Linked DNA regions of Sus scrofa: regions 2 and 3 are each linked to region 1. Evidence: chromatin contacts called from public Hi-C and HiChIP or PLAC-seq data. All regions are on one chromosome and are shown on one strand. Each heading gives the region's core, a stretch centred on a gene start, on an enhancer-like site or on the middle of the called end of the contact. The rest is flanking DNA. Distances are from core to core; before and after follow the strand shown.

Region 1 (2,913 bases), core at 169-2,668:
ATCATTAAAATACACCTATATAATAACATGCGTGAAAGAATCTCTAATTTGGGTAAACTGAATATAACTGTCAAAGGTCGTAATTAAGTGGTATATTTCAAACTTGAAACCACGGTTCTGTCTCCTACTGCTTAAATCTTTTTGTTGGGAAGATTTGTGGATTTTTAAGAGGAACTCTCGTTTCACAGATGAAGAAACTGAGGCCCCAAGAAACCAATTTATTTGTCCAAGGTCACACCCAATATTAGGGATCAAGTCAGACAAAACGCCAACGGTTCCAATAAAATGGCCAACCCAGCCCCATCTGCTCCTACCCTTTTTTTCTGGATTTCACAACTGCACCCCTAGCCCCCCTCCTTTCTGGATAAAGTTGTTTTGTCTAACGGTTCTTCCCCGCCCGCTCCCTTTTGCTTTTATGCCTTAGGGTAGTAAAACCTCACACCAACTGTTAATGAATAACATTGTGAGCCCACATCTGACGCAGTGACTTTCAGGGGCTTTTTCCCTGGCCGAAGATTTCGCTGAAAGGTTCTTAATCCTACATTCCGCCGGGGAAGAGAGGAGAGGGAGAGGAGGAGGGAGGTCACCGGGAAATGACAAGTCCGTACATGTTCAGGCGCGCGCCCAGGACGCAGCCTACCGGCCCCGGGGAGGAAACTAGGCGGGGGATACTAAGGCGAGAAGAAAGGAAAGGGGCGGGAGAAAAACACCGTGGTGGGAAATCCCTGTGCACTGGATCTGCCAACCCCTGGCAAAGCCGAACATAGCCGAACGTGAATAAATCTCATTAAGCTGCTGGGCGCAGACACTGCAGCACCACGAAGGAGGGGGCGCGGCGGCTCGCGCCGTACGTCCGGGAGGGAGCGCCGGGGCGGCCCTTTTATAGGCCGCAGCCCGCGCTCAGGCGCCCGCCCCTCGCACCGCCCCCGGGCCACGCGCGGGTCTGCCGCGCTACCTGAGAAGGGCTGTTGGTGTCAGCCGCTCACCCTCCCGCGAGGCCGCGGCGGCACGAGATCTGCGCCTTGTCTCCCCGCCCCCCCCGCGGGCGGGTTCTCTTACCTTGTAAAAAGCTGTTTCCGCGGCTGCCCCCGCCTTCTCTGCAGGATGTGAAATGGCGGTCGGCGAGGCGAGCGCGAGCACTGCGGCTCAGGCCAATCCCTCCTCGCCACCAAAACGGCCCTGAACACTGGCGCCCCCCTCCCGCCAGGCCCTCGGAGCCCATCCATGACATCGGCGCTCCGCCCCCCCCCCTCCTCCGCGGCCCCTCACCCAGGTGGCCGTGCCCACCGGCCGAGTCATCGATCCCCCCAGCCGGTCGCGAACCCAGCTTGACGGCAGCCTCCTCCCTCGCCGCTTGCCCGAGGGCGGGGGAGAAACCACCTTCTCGACCCCCGCCTGGGTGTCCCGGTCGGGCGCCCGCCCAGCTCCCTCCCTTTCCCGCCGCGTCCCCTCCCCCAACTACTCACAGCCCTCCCTTCGCCACACACTCAACCCCCTTCTCCCCTCCCCCAGTGGTTGCGTCCGTGACATCATCATCATGGCAACAAGAGCTGCAGCCTGGGACCGAGGAGCCCGTGTGATTCCCGGCGGCGGCGGCAGTGGTGGCAGCACCAGCAGCAGCACCGACGAAAGCGTGAGGGCTTCTCTCCTGTCGCCCCTCGCCGGGTGCTCCTGAGGAGGCGGCCGCCTTGCCACACAGCCCCGCCCGCCGCCGCTGCTCGCGTTGTCGGAGTGTGAGAGGAGGGGGCCGAGCCGCGGAGGGGAGGGGGCGCCGCCGCCACCGTTGCTGTGGGGCCGCCGCTGCGGAAGGAGCCGCCGCTGCCAGGTCGCTAGTGAAGAGAAGGCGGTGGCGGCGGCGGCGGCGGCGAACATGTTCTCAGTGAGGATCGTGACTGCCGACTACTACATGGCCAGCCCGCTGCAGGGGCTGGATATCTGCCAATGCCCCCTCACCCAGGCCCCTGTCAAGAAGGTGCCGGTGGTGCGAATCTTCGGAGCGACCCCGGCAGGTAAGCGGGCGCGGGGCGCGGGCGTGAGCGGCGGGCGCCGGGGCAGCCCTCCCCGCCGCGCACTCGCGCGCACGCCACCGGCCCTTTCGGCGGACGGCTGCCGCGACTTCCCTCCCCTTCACCCTCGTCGCTTTTCCTCACGCGCGTGACAGAGGCGCAAAAATGTGGGTCCGCGCGAGCGCGACGGCCCTCCCCCCATCCAGCCTGTGGCGGGGAGGCGGCGGGCGCCGACTGTTTACACTGCGTGCGGCGGTCGCTTGCCGAGTCCGCATACGGGGTCGCGGGCAGGCGGGCGCCGCTCTCGCCCCGGAGGACTAGCCGGGTGGCCGCGCCGCGTCCTCCTCGAGTGGGTGCGCAGGGCTGCGCTCTGAGATCGGTCGCTGGTGGGGCACCCTCTGCGTCTCCCAAGTGCCCCTTGCTGGCAATGGCCTTAGGTCGTGTGGGGAAGTGTCACCTCTGTCGTCAGTCCTTCCTCGTCGCCTTTTCTCAGCAGCGCTCTCCTCTGCCCTTTCTGGAGATGCCGAGGGCTGAAGGGGGGCGCCTGGGGCCAGCGGATCTTTCTCATTGAAGTGACCATGTGGTTCTGCTGTGAGTGCAGTCATAACTCCTTAGAGTTGAAAGCCTCAGAGTCGGAATAGGGCTGCCTCCCCAGGTGCATGGCTTTCAGGGAAACGTGTATCCACGGAAGTAGGAAATGCGTGTTTATGTTGCCTAACATAAAACATCCCACTTAATAGCGTGAATATCTTAGGAACCACAGCTAAACCCAGCGACGCAAACATTAAAGAAAATGCCTCTCTGCTGGGTTGTAGGATTACATTTTAAATACACATACGTTTAAGACAAAAACTATTTTGAAGAACAAGTGGGGCGGGGAGACAGAAGCCACGTTCTCTAAAGCTCT
Region 2 (2,700 bases), core at 97-2,596, 400 kb after region 1:
GGTTGACAACGCCTGCCTTGCAGGGTGAAGTGAAATAATGAATGAGTTACACAGAAGGTCTTGGACTTGGTAGGTCAAATAGTAACCCCCTACAAGGAAAAAAATGTTGAGTCTGTACCTTTTTCATCTAGCTTGGTATATGACAACCCTTCACCTTCCTCTTCCCAGTCCCGGATCTGGCTGCCTCCCATGGTTTCTATATTTAGCAAAGTGACACCCCCCCTTCCCCCAACCTCTACCTCCCTCCAAAAAAAGCCACCAAGAAACCGTGGTTCCTTCTGGGCTCCCTTCGGAATTCCAGTGACCTTGGAATACCTAATTCATCTCGCCAACCCTGCCTCCCCCCAACACTCACAGCCCTCCGTAGTGCCGGGGTCAAATGAACAAAAACCCAACTGTCACGGTCACGAAGGAGACCGTGAAAATGACGGAGCGGTGTAATAGGGTTTGGAAGTGTACCTTTGTTTTCAAAAATTAAAGTCTACCGCAGACTCTTAACCCCTATTCTGCAGCGAGGAAAGCAGGAAGATCTAGGCAAGTAAGTTTTGCGACTTGTTTCCAAATATTTTCCCTCCATCTGGATTCAATACAAAGACCGGCGCACTGAGGCCCCTGGAGCTGCAGGCTGCTTTTGCTATTAGACAGACCCACCTCCCACACCCTCAGCACCCAGGGACCCACCGAGGCGCACACGGCGGTGCTGACGCTCACTCAGCACGCGGAATACGCGGGATGCGCAGGGGTCCCCGCGCTCGCCCCCACCCCGGGGCTGGCTGCGGCCGGCGCTGTGCCTCACCTGTCTTGAAGACCATCTTGTCATCGTCCTTGGACCCGAAGGTCTTCAGCATAGACACGAAGAGCACCCCGCAGGCGTTCTGGAAACCGAACACCGACCCGTTGCACCACATGGCTGCCAGCATCACCACCCAGCCCCAGCCGCCCTCAGGGGGTTCAGGGGGCTCGGCGCCCGCCGGCCCCACCAGCTCTACCTCCACCTTCTCCGCCGCCACTGCCTCCGGGCCGTCCAAGGGTCCCGAGCCAGGCAACGGAGCGGCCCCCAGGGGCGCGGGGCCGGCCGGCTGCGCCTCGCTCGTTCCCCGCGCAGCGGCGGGCTCCTCCTGGGAGCGCACCATGGCCCGAAGCGGCCCCCTTGGGCGCCGGGGAAAGCGAGGGGCACGAGTTCCCGGCGAACTCGCGGAGGAGCCGCCGACTTGGGCTGGCGGGCTAGTGAGGCCGAGGCAAGGGCAGTGGAGCCCCCGGTGGGCGGGCGGCGCAGGGATTAAACTCAGGCCTCCCAGGCTACCGCCCCGCACCCGGACTGAACAGGCAGCCCGGCCGCCGGCTCTTAAAGACGCCCCCCGCCCCGCCGCCTGGGGGCGTGGCCGGCGGCGGGACCTGCCCCGGAATCTCCAGATGATTGGGCTTCCTGAGAGCGCAGGGGGCCCACCCCCCGCCCACCGCGCGCGGACCAGGTGCCTGCGGGTGGCTGAATCTGCGCGCGCGCCTGCGAGAGGTCCTCCTCCTAGAGGGGGTCACAGATGTCTAGGTCACGCCGCCACAAAGTGTTAACGGAAGGGGCGCGTCTCCTCCTAGGTGCAGGTTGGGTGGGTCATGGGGACCACACTACCGAACTTCTTTAGCCTCAGCTCACTGACAGCCTCACGACCAAACATCGTCTCTTTGTTTTCTTTTTGTTTTGTTTCTTGGCATTAACCTCTTATTACTAATCATAATATATAAGATACGTCATGCCACCTGCTTACTTAAAAAGAAGTCGGAAAGATCGGAGGCCTTATCTAATTTCTCCTGGATTCGTATATGATTTGCCGTGAATATTTGGCATGTTGAACGGGCTCATTTTGAAAGACAGACTGGTCTTCCAGTAACAAATACCAAGTTCTTCAAATAACACACGTTTTTGACAGACAGCTAGAAAACATTAAACTGCAGCACAATTGTTTGCACTTTAAACAAAAGCTAACACCTGTATTCAACTCCTCTGTCTCCCTGAAGCATGGAGCAAAAACATATGTAAAAGAAAGAAGAGTAACTAGTTATGCGGTGTTGAGTACAATTCTTTCTCAGTTACTCGGATTCTTCACTTCAAAGTCAAAATATGCTAGTTACCATACTTTATGACGGAGTACACAAATGAGTGTGAGTGATCATATTTGTCTCTGCCCATTCAAAACACTGGTAGGAAGAAGTTCTGAGAAAGGAACATGTATTCCTTCAAAACAGTAAAGAAGAGCTTCTGCAGCAAATAGCTTTTGAGCTGAGTGCTGAATCATACAGGGAACTTCAGTGGACAAAGATAGGGGAAGAGCATTCTAGGTAGCGAGAATAGCACAAGCTAAGGGAAAGCAGTTTGCTTGAGGAACAGGGAGCAAAGCTCAAGAATAATATATCTAAGGGATGGGGTTAGAATGGTAAACTAAAGAACAGTCTTATACGGAGTTCTCGTCATGGCTCAGTGGTTAACGAACCTGACTAGCATCCATGAGGACATGGGTTCGATCCCTGGCCTTGCTCAGCTGGTTAAGGATCCGGCGTTGCCGTGAGCTGTGGTGTAGGTCGCAGATTCAGCTCGGATCCCGCGTCACTGTGGTTCTGGTGTAGGCCAGCAGCTCCAGCTCCGATTAGACCCCTAGCCTGGAAACTTCCATAGGCCCCAGGAGTGACCCTAGAAAAGGCAAAAAG
Region 3 (2,931 bases), core at 107-2,606, 480 kb after region 1:
TTACTACTGTTTGTCCCCCAATGAGACAGTAATCTAGTCTTATTCATCTGTGTAGCCCTCATACCTGGAGGAATATACAGCAGATACACAAAAATCTCTGAATTAATGACCAAAAGAAAAATTTGTCCTTTTGATTACATGTTGGTCTGTTTTCGATTTTTAGGGCCGCACCTGCGGCATATGAAGTTCCCAGGCTAGGGGTCAAACTGGAGCTGCAGGTGCTAGCCCATGCCACAGCCACGCAGGATCCGAGCTGCGTCGGCGACATACCTAAGCCGCAGCTCACCTCAAGGCCGGATCCTTAACCCACTGAGCGAGGCCAGGGATGGAAACCACATTCTTATGGGTAACAGTCTGGTTGGTTACCGCTGAGCCAGGATGGGAACCCCCTGATTACATGTTAACCCAGGTTACACGCAAGAAAAGCATGGCAAGTAACAGCAGAACTATTTGAGAGATGGATTACTATTTCCTGAAGGAATTTAAAATAGACATTCAAGAATAACTAAGAACTGTACAAGTTTGGGAGAAAGAGAAAAAGCTAATGATGGAAGTTCCTTGGTGGCCTAGTGGTTAAAGACTCCGCTGTTGTCACTGCTGTAGCTCGGGTTCGATACAGGGCCCCGATGCGGGGCTAAACGGAAAAAAAAGAAAAAGCTAATGAGAATGTCTACTTGCTGAAGCAAAGGCTTTGTATACATTCTTGCAAATAATCCTCAGTTTCCTGAAGTACGACTATTATGAACACTATTTTATAGAGCAACTGAGACTTAGGGAGATTAAAAGGACCAGACACAAAGCTTTACGGTGGACACGCCTGGACTGTCGCCTAAATCTGTCAGATTCTGCGGCCTGTGTTCGGAACCCCTCCCTCTACCACTTTCCTCACACTTCTGTGGAAGCCAAGACATTTCCAATTGGCTACCACACAAGCGTCCAATGCCCCCGTACCACCTCCACCCAGCGGCTCCCACTCGTGGACTTTCCGGCTCTTCGTCTCCCTGCAGCATCCACAGAGGGAGCGCCAGGCTAATGCATAGATCCGCCCGGACCGGAACGGTTCTAAGGCAAGTGTGCGGCCAGGAAGAGCTGGAGACAGAGGCTCTACCACTCCGTTCTGCTACAGGAACCCCCTGCCCAACGTTACCCAGGGAAGGGGCCTAACGCACTTACACAACTCGATCCAAAGCGTCCATCGCTACCGCAACAAGAAACAGATGAATGCACGTGTACCGCTCACTACAATGCCGGGCTTTGGCAAGGGCGGAACTGGCGGATCCGCGGAACCGGAACTTGTGCGCTACGTCACTTCCTGGGGCCGCCCCGCCACGGAAGCCTAGAGACACTAGCGGCCGTTTTTGATGAAATCGCGCTCTGTTACCTTGGTTACAGGTTCCTGCCTGGGTTTTTTTCTGGAAGTACCTCTAGGAGCTTGATGAACACACCTGTATGTATAGCGGACTCATCTATTCAAGGACCAGGTGTTAGTGATCTGGGAATCCCCTCGGGATGCTAGAAAGGTTGATGTCAATAGATACATTATACTAAAGTTATCAGTGAAATGCGCTTTTTCTTTTTTTTTTTTTTTTTATTTTGCTTTTTAGGGCCGCACCTGTGGCATATGGAGGTTCCCAGGCTAGGGTTCAAATCGGAGCTGCAGCCGCCAGCCTATACCACAGCCACAGAAACGGAGGATCCAAGCCTCGTCTGCGACCTACACCACAGCTCACTACCACCCCTGCTCCTTAAACTCTGAGCCAAGCCAGGTATCCAACCCGCAACCTCATAGTTACTAGTCTGGTAGGTCAACCACTGAGCCAAGATGGGAATTCCTAAAATGTGCACTACTGACATAAATGCAATACCAGTAAAGCAGAGTTTATAACAGTGCCTGGCACGTAAGAGGTGTCCATAATATAACAGCTCTTAATCGTTATTTTTCCCCAAAATTGCAAATTGCTGTATACTTCACTTACTATAAGTTATCCCTGTAAAGTGTACAATTTAGTGTCTTTAGTGTATTTACAAAGATGTACATCCATCACCACTATCTAATTACAGAACATTTTATATCACCTATCTCCTAACCTAGTAGCACTCAGCCATTTCCACTCTTTTTTTTTTTTTTGCCCCTTCTACAGAATGTAAAAGTTTAGGGACCAGGGAACCCCCCCCCCCACATCCTGGGGCAAGTGAAGTGACCCAAAAGCATCCACCTGATCCATAGCAGTGACTTAGCCCACTGGGCCACCAGGGAATTCTCCCACTTTCCGCTCTTACCTCCCCTGAGCTATGTCTGGGTAGATGTACCTATTGAGAACACAGCATATAAATGAATTTATACAATATGTGTCCTTTTGTGTCTGGCTTATTTCACTTACTGTGTTCATATATGTTCACATGTTTTCATACAGGGTCATATGTGTTGATGCATGTATCAGTACTTAATTCTCAGTACACTTTTTTTTTTGGCTGCACCTGTGGCATATGGAATTTCTCAGGCCAGGAATCAAATCCAAGCCACAGCTGCAACTTATGCTGCAGGTGCAGTTAATTCTTAATCCACTGAACCACAGCAGGAACTCCTCAGTGCATTCTTTATGTAGGACAAAATAATTGTCAATTCTATAGATACGTAATGTTTATCCATTCAAAAATGTTTCCACCTTTTTATTATGGATTATGCTGCTTTCAATATCCATGTACAGGGTTTTTGTTTAGATTTTCTCCAATTCTATAGAAGTAGAACTGCATATGGTAAGCCCCATTATGGGTGACATTTTGAGGAACTGCCAAACTATTTTCTGCCTGCATCATTTTACAGTTCCATTAGCAATGTAACAGGGTTTGGAATTGTTTTTTTTTTTTTTTTTTTTTTTTTTTTTGTCTTTTTGCTATTTCTTGGGCCGCTCCTGCGGCATATGGAGGTTC

The links. Hi-C and Micro-C count contacts between places; a contact is called where the count stands out from the background. HiChIP or PLAC-seq counts read pairs in DNA pulled down with a chosen protein or histone mark.
Region 2: a Hi-C map of heart right ventricle shows a contact between it and region 1, with 2.4 times the contacts expected there. The contact joins the promoter of SLC16A10 here to the promoter of REV3L in region 1. A contact is called at or near these places in 2 of 47 Hi-C or Micro-C datasets (embryonic fibroblasts and heart right ventricle).
Region 3: an H3K27ac HiChIP or PLAC-seq map of alveolar macrophages shows a contact between it and region 1. The contact joins the promoter of RPF2 here to the promoter of REV3L in region 1. A contact is called at or near these places in 1 of 47 Hi-C or Micro-C datasets (epiblast stem cells) and 1 of 2 datasets of contacts at active chromatin or transcription factors (alveolar macrophages).

What each region holds. Positions count from the first base shown.
Region 1 is chr1:77,399,056-77,401,968 of Sscrofa11.1, reverse strand. It overlaps REV3L (DNA polymerase zeta catalytic subunit), which reads left to right and starts at 1,418. Exons shown (of 33, transcript XM_021091241.1): 1 at 1,418-2,009. It overlaps LOC102167874, which reads right to left and starts at 1,872. Exons shown (of 5, transcript XM_021084615.1): 1 at 1,573-1,872; 2 at 1,270-1,432; 3 at 1,060-1,097. The coding sequence starts at 1,872. LOC110260596 (a long non-coding RNA gene) reads right to left here and starts at 1,051. Exons shown (of 2, transcript XR_002343829.1): 1 at 956-1,051.
Region 2 is chr1:76,997,005-76,999,704 of Sscrofa11.1, reverse strand. It overlaps SLC16A10 (monocarboxylate transporter 10), which reads right to left and starts at 1,346. Exons shown (of 6, transcript XM_021091212.1): 1 at 797-1,346. The coding sequence starts at 1,133.
Region 3 is chr1:76,915,539-76,918,469 of Sscrofa11.1, reverse strand. RPF2 (ribosome production factor 2 homolog) reads right to left here and starts at 1,356. Exons shown (of 9, transcript XM_021091234.1): 1 at 1,174-1,356.